Linked DNA regions of Zea mays: region 1 is linked to region 2. Evidence: chromatin contacts called from public Hi-C data. All regions are on one chromosome and are shown on one strand. The core of a region is the stretch at or near the end of the contact, and the rest is flanking DNA. Distances in the headings are between cores, read along the strand shown.

The links. A called contact is a pair of places that touch in the nucleus more often than the background predicts.
Region 1: a contact with region 2 is called in a Hi-C map of ear, with 2.3 times the contacts expected there. The contact joins the promoter of LOC100280166 here to the promoter of LOC111589762 in region 2. A contact is called at or near these places in 2 of 25 Hi-C or Micro-C datasets (ear and tassel).

Annotation. Positions count from the first base shown.
Region 1 is chr7:128,661,348-128,668,047 of Zm-B73-REFERENCE-NAM-5.0, reverse strand. LOC100280166 (Gamma-tubulin complex component 3) reads right to left here and starts at 3,258. Exons shown (of 2, transcript NM_001153098.1): 1 at 1,732-3,258; 2 at 1,105-1,623. The coding sequence starts at 3,026. The coding sequence ends at 1,374.
Region 2 is chr7:128,325,590-128,331,925 of Zm-B73-REFERENCE-NAM-5.0, reverse strand. It overlaps LOC111589762 (putative cyclin-dependent kinase F-2), which reads right to left and starts at 3,342. Exons shown (of 1, transcript XM_023300658.2): 1 at 2,789-3,342. The coding sequence starts at 3,314. The coding sequence ends at 2,859. It overlaps LOC100278733 (AAA-ATPase), which reads right to left and starts at 5,874. Exons shown (of 1, transcript NM_001151913.2): 1 at 4,083-5,874. The coding sequence starts at 5,770. The coding sequence ends at 4,211. It overlaps LOC103632832 (a long non-coding RNA gene), which reads left to right. Exons shown (of 3, transcript XR_004851514.1): 3 at 598-833.

The DNA.
Region 1 (6,700 bases), core at 2,009-4,508, 340 kb before region 2:
TGTTTTCTAAATTTCTAGACATACACAGATTAAGGGTATATTTGGTTCATTTGTACATTTCTAAAAATATTATTCTAGTTGTGAGCTGTGAAAAGACCGAGGTGAGCTAACAATAATGAAAAACTAAAATTTATTTAGTTAAAACAACTATCAACTATAGATTCTATAAGACTATGACAGTTTATAACATAGATGTCAGAAATCTGAAAAACCTAAGATAAGAGGTGATTCTAAATTGAACTATAAATTTGATTTTCAGGAATATATTTCGTTGTTGTACCCATTTGGTTAAGATTTCAGATTTTTGGTTCTGAATTTGATTCAGAAACCTGAACCAAACACACCCTAAGTATTGTTGGAAATTTCAGATTGTCACTTTAATTTAGCCTTGCAAACCTGTTATTTGGCACTTGTAAGTTACATTTTGCATAGATCATCCATTCATCCTCGGTTGGTGCTATACAATTAGTTTTATTCAATATAACGCTCAAGTATTTTCTCTACATGCAAATGTTTCAATTTAAGATCGTTGCTCACAATTTTGCACAAGAAATAGCAACCACTCCCAAAACTAACCAAATTTTTTGTATTTGACAAAGCTTGAACATCTGCAAATTCCCACGGATTTCTTCAAGTCTCCTTTTTCCGCATCCATTCAGTTGCATCATGCTCCAAGCAGGCCATTCAGTTGCATCATGCTCCAAGCAGGTCACTAGCTTATGGACACTGAGGTGATGTTTGCTTCACATATTTGTATTTGTAACGTGAGAGATAACTGGTGATAGATAACTGATAACGTTACCGTAATCGGATACCACACTAAAAATTAATATTGTTCTATTTTAGCTTATTATTACCGATACTCGAGTGTAAATCATTACCGTTGCTATTTACATTACATTTCTAAACCAAACTTCAAGATCAAAACAATGTAATGAGTTATCTGCTCTTGTAAAACTGACAATACAAACTGTTAAGGACAAATCTTCAAGACCTCCAGCTTTAATTCTCAAGAAATTAATAGAGAAAAAATAAATATTAAATTTACACCAGAACATCCATGAAAATCAAGATCAAAACAAACTTACAATTGTGTACAGAGTTGCATGAAATGCGTGGCTTTAGCCTCGTTGAATCGGCACATAAGCATCAGCATGCAAACAGCTGACAGAATCACCAGATTGTAGCATTGGCAATCCTCAGTAAAAGGGTATTCAGATCCTCTTCTACAGGAGGTGCAAGGAAAATGGAAGTGACCATTGCCAATCAAGCGACCAAGATCAATTAATGGGATATGGTATAAAAATAATGCTTTCCAAGTCCCAACCAAACGATCAATCTAACTCCTAGTTTTTCACATAAGCGGCTCACATTCATTTGTTGGAGGAAACACGACTGTAATATTCAGTGAAGTCAAGGCGGAAGAGAAGGAACTTCAAATCGACGTGCTGTTGCATGGGCAGCTGCGTAATAAAAGCATCAAGAGAAGCTGTATAATCCTTTGCGATGCTATCCAGGTCTTCACCCATTTTCCAGAAAAGTTCTCCAGCTAGTTGGATCATAGCTTTTCTGCCGCCATCAAACCATGAACCTGTATCCTTTGATTTTGATTTACCCTTTCCCCTGCAATAAAAATGAAACATTGGAGTAAAATGTAAATCAAACAGTAGGTATGAGATAAGCTTTAAAGTAAAGATGGAATCACAATATCTGATTCTGCAATAATCTAACCTTAGCTGCAACTCATATATCCTTTCAAACCATCGATCAGCATGGCTTCGAAACTGTAAAATAATGTCAAACAGTTCAAACAGATTCCTCAAAAGTCCTTGGGAATGTTCACCAAGCAGGGCCTTCTCCAGTATCGAGTTGAGATATTTATCGTGTGCTAAGAGAAGGTCATCTAAATCCTTTGCTGCATCCATTTCATCAGAAAAACGGGCCCACGAAACCTCCAGGACCTCAAACATAATGTAGTATTGGAAATTGGTCACAAAGTGATTCATCTCATTGAATAGAACTTGACATTTACGAAGAACTGATACAAATTGAGCTCTGATGCTTGTTCCTTCCTTGTAAAATGGAGAAGAAACAATGCAGTTAGGTTTCATAGTCTTCCACACTCCGGTAAGGGAGTGATCTACGCGTTTGAGCTTCCACAAGAAGTTGAAAACCTTGAGATACATCTTCATAACTGAAGCTGTGAACACAGTGTCCAGGGGGACCCTAGCATCATACTCCAAAGAGAAGACATCCCAGCCACGATCACCATCCCCATGATCCATCATCTTTACCTTTATCCGGTCCAAGATATCACAGTCATCATATTGTGCATTGGATGCTCGGATTGCAGTCTCAAGCAAGCCAGCCAATTGGAAGGAGCTAATCCTATTTGCTGGCTCTGATAACTCGGGGCCAACAACGTCCATAAGATACTGGACAAAATCACCCTGCCCAAGAAGCAAGTAACGCTTAATAGCAAGGCAGTGGTCCTTAAATCGGTACCGCTTATGAATGACATCCATCAAATGTCGATCAATCCTCTTGGCTGCCTCAACCACCAATGCCTCCAAAGCATCAGTCTCCCCATAACCAAGGCCACCCCGAGATGTTGTAGTGCCAACATATGCAGCAGCCTCGGCAGCAGCATCAGCCCAGCCACTATCGTCACAGCATACTCTAAGAAAGTTGATTGACTTGCCAGTTCTAAGAATCCGTTTTGCGAGCACTGGAGATATGAAAGCTGGAAGCATATCAGATTGAATAAGGTAGCCCTCCCGCCACAAAGATTCTGCTTTCACTGGCTGCCCAACGATAAAAAACTCTGCAAATACATCCTCCAATTCCCCTTCTAGCACCCAGCTCCTGACCATCTCAAACAACGGCGAGCACACCCGGCGCAGTAATCGGCCCATAAACTCCTGAAACATAGGATCTCCGTGTTGTGCGTGCCCATGGATCACACCAGCCATAGCACCACCCCTCAGTCCCCGGCATCCATCAACCAGAACAGCCATTAGGCGCATTCTCACTGCAGGCTCAGCAAGCCACACTGCAAGACGGCGCAGTGAGAGGTAATTACTGGACACACCTGAATCAGATCCAGGTGTGGGAATTGGATTCAATGAGTACGATTCCAGAACAGCCAGCAGCTTATAATAATCAGACAGCTCCTCCTGGAGCGCCGAGCAGAATGCCTGGGTAACAGTGCCCACCTCAGTGGCAGCATCTGAGGGCGAGCGGCTTATGTTGTCAGAAATGAAGCCCCGCACCTTGCTGAACAGCCAGCCAAGCTCGCATAGCTTGCGAACGAGGGTGCGCGTGGATCGCGGCACTCGAACACCGTCTGGAAGGTCGTAGGAGTCCACGGACTTGTCATAGCGCACGTAGCGGCCGTCGATGCCCTGGCACGCGTACAGCACGTCCCGCACAAGCGCGGCCTCCGACACCTCCGTCTCGTCGATCACCAGCTCGGTGTACTCACGCAGCGCGATCTCGCGGATGTTGTCCGGATCCTTGGAGACCAGCACCAGGCCGCCCGGCGGCGCCCCGTGCGTCCGCGAACCCGGCCTGACACCGGCGCCCGGCGCCGTCCCCGAGGTGGCATTCTGCGGTAGGGCGGCGATGGGAAGGTTTGGGAGGCACGAAGCCGCGGCGGCGGCGCGGTACTGCGAGGAGAGAGAGTCGAGCAGGTAGAGGAGCGGCCACAGCGACGCTGGGCGGGCACGGACGGAGAGCTTGGAGTGGAGGTCAGCGAATGAGAGCGCATCATCGGGGCGGCCCGAGGCGGCGAGGCGGCGCTTGATGGACTCCGCGAGCGCGTGCTCATCGGGGAGGACCGCGGGGGCGAGGCGGCTGGAGAGGATTCGGTGCGCGAACCGCAGCGCACCGCCCGTGTCGCGCCCGCCGCCGCGCCCGCCGGATTCGGCGGCGGAGAGGAGGCGGTGGACGAGCTCCTTGACGAGATCCTGGGTTTGTTGGTCCGTCATTGGTGCGGGCTGGGAGGATGGAGTGGAGCTAGGGTTCCGGCAATTGTGTGCGGGGTTTGGGAAATTTTGCGGGTGCGGTAGGCCGATAGCTAGTTCTGAGTGACAGGAAAAAAATGGTTACAAGCCGCTTGGCTCGTCGTAAAGCGTCCGTGTGGCATGACTGGTGTAGGATAAACCGAGACAAGATTTCAAACAATATACCAATATAACACCTTGCTTTACTAATTTATTGTAAATTTAGGGGCATACATGTCCAAAGGACGAGCTCAACAAAGTTTTATCAAGTATGGTGTTTGAATCCTTCTAATTTCCTTGTGAAGTGGATCTATAGTAATGAAATTGCGCATTAATGTTCTATATATTGTTAGGACACATAGGTTTTATGTCCTTAAAATATGTAGCCGTGGTAGAATATATGTAGCTTTTTCTGATTTTACGATATACCAACCTATACCTTTAGGGCATGTTCGGTTCCTAAGAAATGGTCATCTGTAACCATTCTTAGCCAGATTTTTTGTCTAATTTATATAGGGTTTGATCAATTGGATCAATCTTAGGGTGAATTCCGGCTCAAATGAACAGGTCCTTATCGATTTAGCTAGAGAGATGCGAGGAAAACATTTATTAGGGTGTGTTTGGTTTGACTTTTGACTTTGGCTTTTGTCCTCCTAAAAGCCAAAATCCAACCAAAGGGCTGGATTCAGAAAACAGTTTTTTCTAAAAGCCGACTTTCTCGTAGTGCAAATCTGAAAGCACCCCTGGACCTGCTTTTAGTGGCTTTTCGGATGGAACTGTGAAAACATATGTCGAAGAATTTTTAACGACTTTTAGTAGTTTCCACCAAACGGCTTTTAGCTTTTTAACAGCTTACAGCTTACAGCTTACAGCTACCTTTTCCACAGCTCACAGCCCACAACAACTTTTTTCACATACACAGCCCAACCAAACAGACCCTTAGTATTGTGGCTTTGGTGGCGGCGTAGACAGAATAGGGCAAATAGGAAGACACGTTAAAGGTGGCACTGGAGCCGATGTTGGCAATGGCGTCGCACTTCCTCTCGAGTCTCGACCATGTCTGGTAGCACAGCGTGTGTGACCCGCATGACGCCCCTCGATGTTGACCTAGATCAGGCTGCGCATCAGCTCCCCGCCCACCTCGTGGAAGTAGCGCGCGTACGGACAAGACAACGCATCGTGGGCCTAGATGGAGTCTTGAGCGCCTCGACGTCGGCCACGAGCCCCTCAAGATCCTTGGCGAAGTCGCAGGCATCAAGGAGGAGGCGAAGGGCAAAGTTGAGGGAGGGTACCAAGGGGGGTCTGTCGCGGCGGGGCAGGGGGTGGGGACGTAGTGGCAACACGTGGGGGCAGGCGCAGGTGTGGGCCGAAGTGGAGGAAGAGGATGATAGTGGGCATTTAGCACGGGCGCGGAGGAGATGAGGAGCGTGGGTTGTGCGACGGTACGTGGAGCGTGGGATGTGCGGGGCTTGCGGGTGACGATGGCATGGAGGGAGGCGTCGGTATAGATGGCCAAATGGGTCGTGCCTAGCGAGCCGGCCCGAGACACGACCCATTTAATATTGTTGTGGCCTGGCCCGACACTTTAAAAATGGGGCCCGTGCTAGCCCGACTCGAGAGGCGTGCCATTCTTGGGCCACTGTCTCGGCCCGTAGTGTCGGCCCAACCTAACATGATTATTTTTATTATTATTTTGAAAACTCAGTCTACATATATATATATAACACATGTTGACTATTAGACATAAACTTGTTTGGGCTTAAGTGGCTAGCAGAGCACAACCCTTGTCGTCTACTACCTCTACCAGAGCGCACGGGTTCGATCCCCCTCCTGAGCACAATAATTTTGGACAATTTTCTTATAGGCGTCGATTTTCCTATAGACGTTGTGTCACACCCGGATTTTAGGGACACTAAAACCCGGTCATGAAATAATCACCAAATGTGTTGGGACAAAGTCCACATATGATGACTCATGGTATAGAACGATCTTTACTATATAGTGGAGTTCTGTACAAAATAGTTAAATATTTACATCATACGAAGACAACGATCCAACAACCCAAAGTTGACTAGGCGACGACGGCTTAGACCGCTCATGAACTTATCACATCATCCTTCACGCATCTCATCTTAAAGTTGGTCAAAATTTTATTAGCAATTATACGTCCCAAAAGATTTACAGACAATTTGACCCGAGGACCTCCCTATACTCTGCAGCGACGCCTCCCCGCTTGCCCCTACCCGGGTAAGGTAATCTCTCCCTAGCTTTCCTAATTACTTGGCCAAGGGCGTCCCATTCCACCCTTGTGGTAGCACTGTTTTCTCGAGTGGTTCTCCATGTTCCAATTAACAATATGATCTTATCATGAACAATAATTAAACAACAACATAATTAGAACATGATCATAATAAAACATTAGATTCCCAAAACCATGTAGAGCAATAGCAAATCTACCCAATAATTCAGTTGTTTGTGAGGTGGGGGATAAACAATGCTAGAGAAACCTATTAAGTCCCGTCAAATTAACCTGAGCCTGTCACAGTGATTAACAACAAACATTATTAGGTAAAAAGGAGTGATCAAAGCTACAACTTGACTTAGACTCAAGATTCCCAGGTACTTCACCAACTTGGTCTTCAAGTGACTCGTAACCTCGCTGCTACTCGTAGCAATACAAACAAACATGGCATAGG
Region 2 (6,336 bases), core at 2,093-4,592:
TATGATATTGAACATACTTGTCTGCATCTCACTCTGGCAGCATGGAATTGTATCTTTTTGCAATAAGAAGCCCAAAGGAGCTGCAATTCATTGTTTAGGAGTGATTATACTTAATGAAATCATGAAGATATGTATACCTATAATTTTAGCTCCGAGGTGACTAGAGACTAGAGCATCATATGGATTTTTTTGAAGTGATAATCATGTTTCATAATTCGTTGGCCTATCAATGTACATAGAAGGCGAGAATGTGGAACATTGAAATTTGGAGCTTGACCAGTTCGGTTAATGTAACAATATGTTGTACAAGTCTGTGCAGTAAAAGTAGGATAATTAGTACTTCATTTTTCATGTTTTCTGATTAGCTTTTCATAGCACACATCTCAATATATTTGTCTAAATAATCAAGCTATGTGTTTTCTTTGTTCTTTCAATCTTATTGTGACTTCTGAATTTATTCATGAGCATAACTGCTTATTTTATCCTTTAAGACTGTCATAATCTGCTGAAATGCTGCTACTTTTTTTGTTTTACATCTAAGTCTGTTTTTTGTTTCTTCTCTAATTTGTTCCGTCGGTGATGCACTGATGCTTGCAGTTCTTTGCTCAACCATATTAATCTAAAGATGGTGCCCTTTCTGCGCATGTTCGTCAACTCGACAGTTTGTCAATTGGAAACTTTGCCCGTCTAATTATGGTTCTGGACCATTAGTGGTTTTTGTATTCAATTAGTAAACTGAGTTATATAGAAGTAATGATAATTGGTTATCTACATACATGTTTGATTTACCCTGGTAAATCAGGGTTAAATTACTAGTATAAGAATTTACACAAGTGGTGCTGTGGCCGGGAAACAATAGCTAAGCTATATGTATGAAATCTGCACACCTATCACAAGGCAATACCTTAGGCTGGCCGCAGCGGAGAGCGTTGAGCAGCCACCTCCCCTTCGTAGCGGCTACAGCTCCCTCCTCCGACCCCGCAGCGCTGTCTCCTACACGCCACTCTAGGCGCCGGCTCTCTTCTCTCCTTCCCTTAATCCAGCGGTTTACTGTTCATCTCCTACGACACTGTGCTGTGGGTTCACAAGTAATTGTTAGTAGATAAAAAATTAATAGTAGATATAGAAAATGATATTTTATAGTTGTGAGGTATAAGGGGAGTATTTAAGGGGAACTACTGCGGGAGATGAAAAGGTGGGAGATGAAAAGGTAGGGGATAAACTGTTGATGATGTGATCCAAAAAAGTGATATAAGGCTATCCGCAACCGTTACCCCTAAATTTTTTCCTCTATATCACTTTTTCCCCTATTTTTCCTCCTATTTTTTCATCTCCCGCAGCGGTTCCCCCTAAGTACTCCTCTATACCCCACTACAACTATAAAATATCATTTTCTATATCAACTATCAATTTTTTATTTACTAACAATTACTCGTGGACCCACAGCACAGTGTTTAGGGTGATGAACAGGGACACGCTAGATCTGGAGGGAGAGAGAAGGAGACCGACACGTAGGGGGTGCTGTAGGGGGCACCGCTGCGGCCGTAGGATGCCCCCTACAGCCGCCATGCAAGGGGAGGGGGATGTCGAGGGGGTTGCGTTGCGCACAACCTAAGAGGAGAAATTTAGAAGGAACCGCTGCGAATAGTCTTAGGGCTTGGGGTGGATAGTCAGTGCTTGAGTGTGAATCTTGTCTCATTACTTGAGTCGTCTTTTCAGTTTTACTAGCTGGTTCACCCCGTTTTTCAACTATGAAACAATTTTAAAACCATTTATTACGTTCGAACACTTCATGACACTATAAAACTGAAGTATGTCACAAAACCATACTACTCCCTCCATTTTTTTTTTCAATTTGACGTTTTTAGTGTAAAGTTGTACAGTTGAGCGTCAAATAAAAAGAAATGGAGCTAGTATTTTTTCTAAACCTCAAAAAATACTTTTTAAACAGCCGGTCTAGTTCTCTAAGCAGTATAGACATACTGTGCCTAAGTAAAGCCGAGAAACCTTCGATATTTTAAATTAAAAATGGCGGGGCAACTAGAGATGGCCAAACGGGCCGCCCGGCCCAGCCCGGTCCGGGCCCGGTGAAGCCCGACCAAAAACCGGACTGGGCCTGCTGAGCCAGCAGGCTTAATTTTCTGTCCAAGTCTGGTCCGCATCGGGCCTAAACGGGCCGAGCCGGCCCGTTTAGCACGAAAAAACGGGCCGAAAAGTGGGCTAAACGGGCCGGTAAACATGTTTTAGTGTAAAAAAACGGGCTTAACGGGCTTAGAGGTAAACGGGCCGTGCCGGGCTAGCCCGCCGTGCCTAGTTTACTGTCCAAGCCCGCCCGCTTATTCTACCGTGCCGGGCTCGGACCGGGCCAAAAAAGCGGGCTTCGTGCCGGGCTCACGGGCCTCGTGCTTTTTGGCCATCTATAGGGGCAACCATGTGACGTTTGGTGATGGTCTTGCAGGAGATTTCGAAATAGCATATGGGTTATCTCCAGCAAATTCTCAATAGCACTTATTTTAAACTTCACTCTGCCAGCAGATTTTCTATAGCACTTATTTTAAATTTCACTCTACGAACTATATAATTTATAGTGCAACATATTGTTTTACACGCTCCACCGGAGCGTCAACACATTTGCATGGTATGTTGGTAGCGCCAAATGCTTTTGTGAAATCATTTCGAGTCCTTCCTATGTGTACATTAAACTAAACATATTTGTACATGAGTAATATTTTGACAATGTAATTACGAGAGAATTTTTCACCATTGACAAACTTTTCCACTCATCGTCTAATGGAAGAATTGCCCTTTCACCGTTTACAAACTTTTCCACTCATCGTCTAATGGAAGAATTGCCATCTCTACGGGACACCAGCGGTGCCAATGAACCACGGGAGTTGGAGAGCCGTGGCGGCCGTGAGCCTCTCCTTAGGGTTACACGTCAGGAGCCCCTTCAAGACACCGTATCCATCCTCTGACAGCACATCACTGGGTAAGAGCTCGCGCAGTCGACTGTCGCGGCGCGGTGGTGGCAGCCGGGCTCGCCGTCGCAGCACCTTGCCGCACATGAACGGCGACATGAATGTCTCGAACGTTTCCTCGGCCGGTGCGCCGAGCAAGTCGAAGATCTTGTCGATCTGTCGCACGCCGTTCTCCACCTTGAACAACACCTTGCCGGAGAGCAGCTCCGCCATGACGCAGCCGATGGACCACAGGTCCACGCGCTCGTCGTAGTCGGATCTACACATCAGCACCTCCGGTGCCATGTAGGCTCCCGTGCCTACCCGGTATGGTGGTCCGGACTTGGCCGTGTACATCACTACATCGCCAGCCCGTAGTCGCAGATCTTCACGACCCTGCCGTCCTCTTTGACGAGGATGTTTACGGGCTTTGTGTCACGGTGGACGATGCAGAGCGAGTGCATCGCCTGGGCACCGGTTAGGATATGCCTCATGATCCGACGCACATCGGCTTCAGGGAACGGGGCGTCGTGGATACGCAGGTGCTTATTCAGGGCGTGGCGCAGGCTCGGCCCGACGAATTCCATAACGACGAAGTACTCCTTGGTGCCCGGCCTGCGTGCCACGGTGTGGAGTCCGACGAGGTTGGGGTGGCCGGCGGAGGCCGCCAGGAAGCAGGCCTCCCGCAGCACCTCGCCGACGTCGGGGGATTTCTTGCCGTCTCGCCCTCGGAATGTCTTTATGGCTACGGCCTGACCGGTCTTGCGGTGGCGTGCCAGGATGACGGCGCCGAAATTACCAATGCCGACCTCGCCTATCTGCTTGTAGCTGCGGGTGCTGTCCACGCACAGCCTCCTCCTCCTCTTTTTCCTGCGGTGCTTGCGAGCGGTGGCGCCGTCTTCGATTATAGCGCAGATGGCCGCGATTTTGGCGCCGCTCATGGGTGCTCCCACGGCAGCGTACTCGTCAATCTTGGCGCAGGCTGCGGCGAGCCGTGTAGCGTCCATGGTCGTTTCCGACGCGATGAGCTCGTCACCCGTCATGCACCGTGCCCCGGCGGGTGGAAGGAAGGAACTGATCGCTTGGCGTCGTCGGCGACAACGGAGACCGAGGCACCGTTCACGTGACTTAAATAGATCCGCGGGGGGCGTCCAACGACTGCTCGACCGTCTGATTAATTTGCTGATAACCCTCCGATGTAAACAGAAATGCGGATCGGACGAAGACCTGACCTAAAACAAAGTCAAACTAACTCATCGGCGGCCCGACTCCGACTTGGTGAGGCTTCTCAGCCTTCCCAGGATCCTGATCTTGCCCTCCCATCCCAACCCCTTCCTCCCCTTCTTGGTCGGCGACCCGTCGGAGAGCTCCGCCGCGGAGTCGTCCCACTCATGGATATTGTCAGCCGCGCTTCTCCTCGCTTTCAGCTCGGCGGCGAGCTCTGTCACCGCCGCCTCCGGTTCGTCTCTGTTCCTAAGAAGCACCTCTCCGACCTCGGCCGGCGTCATCTCGGCGCCGCCCCTGATGGAGTCCTCAGCGGCGTCGACCATCTCATGGTCGCCAACGCCGACGTAGCGCTGCACCAGCTCGCGCATGGCGTGCGTGCCGCACGCGTCGAGGCGCACGTGGACGTCCATCCTCCCCGGGCGAAGCAACGCGGGGTCGATGCCGTCCACGTGGTTCGTCGTGAACACTATGATGCGCTCCTCGCCGCAGCACGACCACAGGCCGTCAGTGAAGTTGAGGAGGCCGGACAGCGTCACCTTGCCCCGGTGGTTGTCGTCGCCATTGGCACCGGCGTCGTCGTCCGAGTCGGATGAGTCGTCGTTGTAGGAAGCGGCGTGGAGCTTGCGTCTCTTGTGCAGCCTCTCGGAGGCTAGGCCTCGGTCGCCAGTGAGGTGGAGGGAGCAGTCGATGTCCTCGATGACAATGAGCGACCGGTTGGTGGTCTGGATTAGGAGCGCGCGGAGGTCCGCGTTGGTGGCCACACGGGTGAGCTCGAGGTCGAACACGTCGTAGCGGAGGTGGTTCGCCATGGCCGCGATGAGCGAAGACTTTCCCGAGCCGGGCGGGCCGTGCAAGAGGTAGCCGCGCTTCCACGGCCTGCCTGTCCGGCGGTAGAACTCCCTCCCTTGGGAGAAGGCCGTGAGGTCGGCAAGGAGGCGCGCCTTGAGTCCCGGGTCGAGCGCGAGCGTGTCGAAGGTGGCCGGGTGGCAGAACGGCACCGACGCCCACGCCGCGGCGCCACGCGGGGACGCCGCGTTCGTGTGCAGCCTCCGCGCCCGCGACGAGCGCTCCAGGTGGTCCGCCGCGTCGGCCAGGTGCGCGAGGTACGCCGGGAGCACCGCCGCGGCGTGCCGCTTCGGGAGGCGCAACGAGAAGGACCGGCGCTCCTCGAGCGAGTCCTGGAGCGTGTCGGCGTGGTGCGTCCACACGGCGCGGTGGCCGTTGAAGGTGTCCGCGACCGAGTGGTTTGGGGAGAGCGACACCGACGGCGGGGATGGCGCAGCGCCGTGGGCGTGGCCGCCGGAGCCGGCGGAGGAGCGCGGCAGCGAGAGCGTGAGGCGTGGCGGCGGAGGCGAGGAGAGGAGGAGGGAGCGGTGGAGGTAGAGCTGGATGTGGCGGTAGAGCGCGTTGGGCTCGACGGCCGCAGAGCCGAGGAACTCGGGCACGTCGAAGTAGGAGTAGGGCGTGAGAGAGTCTTGGAGCGACTGCCACAGCGAGTGCAGCAAGGAGAGCAGCTGCGTGGGGAGGACGTTCTGCAGGATGGTGAGCAGGCCCAGGAGCGACCACATCTGCGACAGGAACTCCATTTCTGAGCAAAGCTTCTTGCCAGCTGCAGCCCTTGCTCTTCTCTACTTGGGATTTGGTATGGTTCCTGGTGTTGCTCGAGAGGGTGTAGTGGAGTGTATCGTGGTGTAATGCAGTTTGGTGATTGACCATGGCATCTAGTTACTAGTTATATATGGAGGCAAAGTCCGCTGGAAGGAAAGGGAGGAGGAAAAAAGGTACACACAATGCGCTTGAATATATGCTTGCATGCATGCTCCAAAAGGTAGTAGATATCATGGATAAGTATAGTGTTTGACGATGACACAACAACGTCAGTCTTAGGCTCTTAGCCTCTATGTCTAAGAATGTGATGACATATTATCATCACAATTATGGTCCTGTTGGGATCCTCCTGTCTAATTATTTGTCAGTGGTTAATAATTAGCTAACAAATAATTAGTTAGCAACAATTAGCACTACTACAGTAAACCTATGTACAGGCGGTCCGGTTAGCCTCTACACAGGCGGTTCCAAGAAGCGCTTGTGGTGCACCGCCTGTGATGTAAAACAACATCATAGGCGGTCAATCAAAAACCGCTTGTGATAG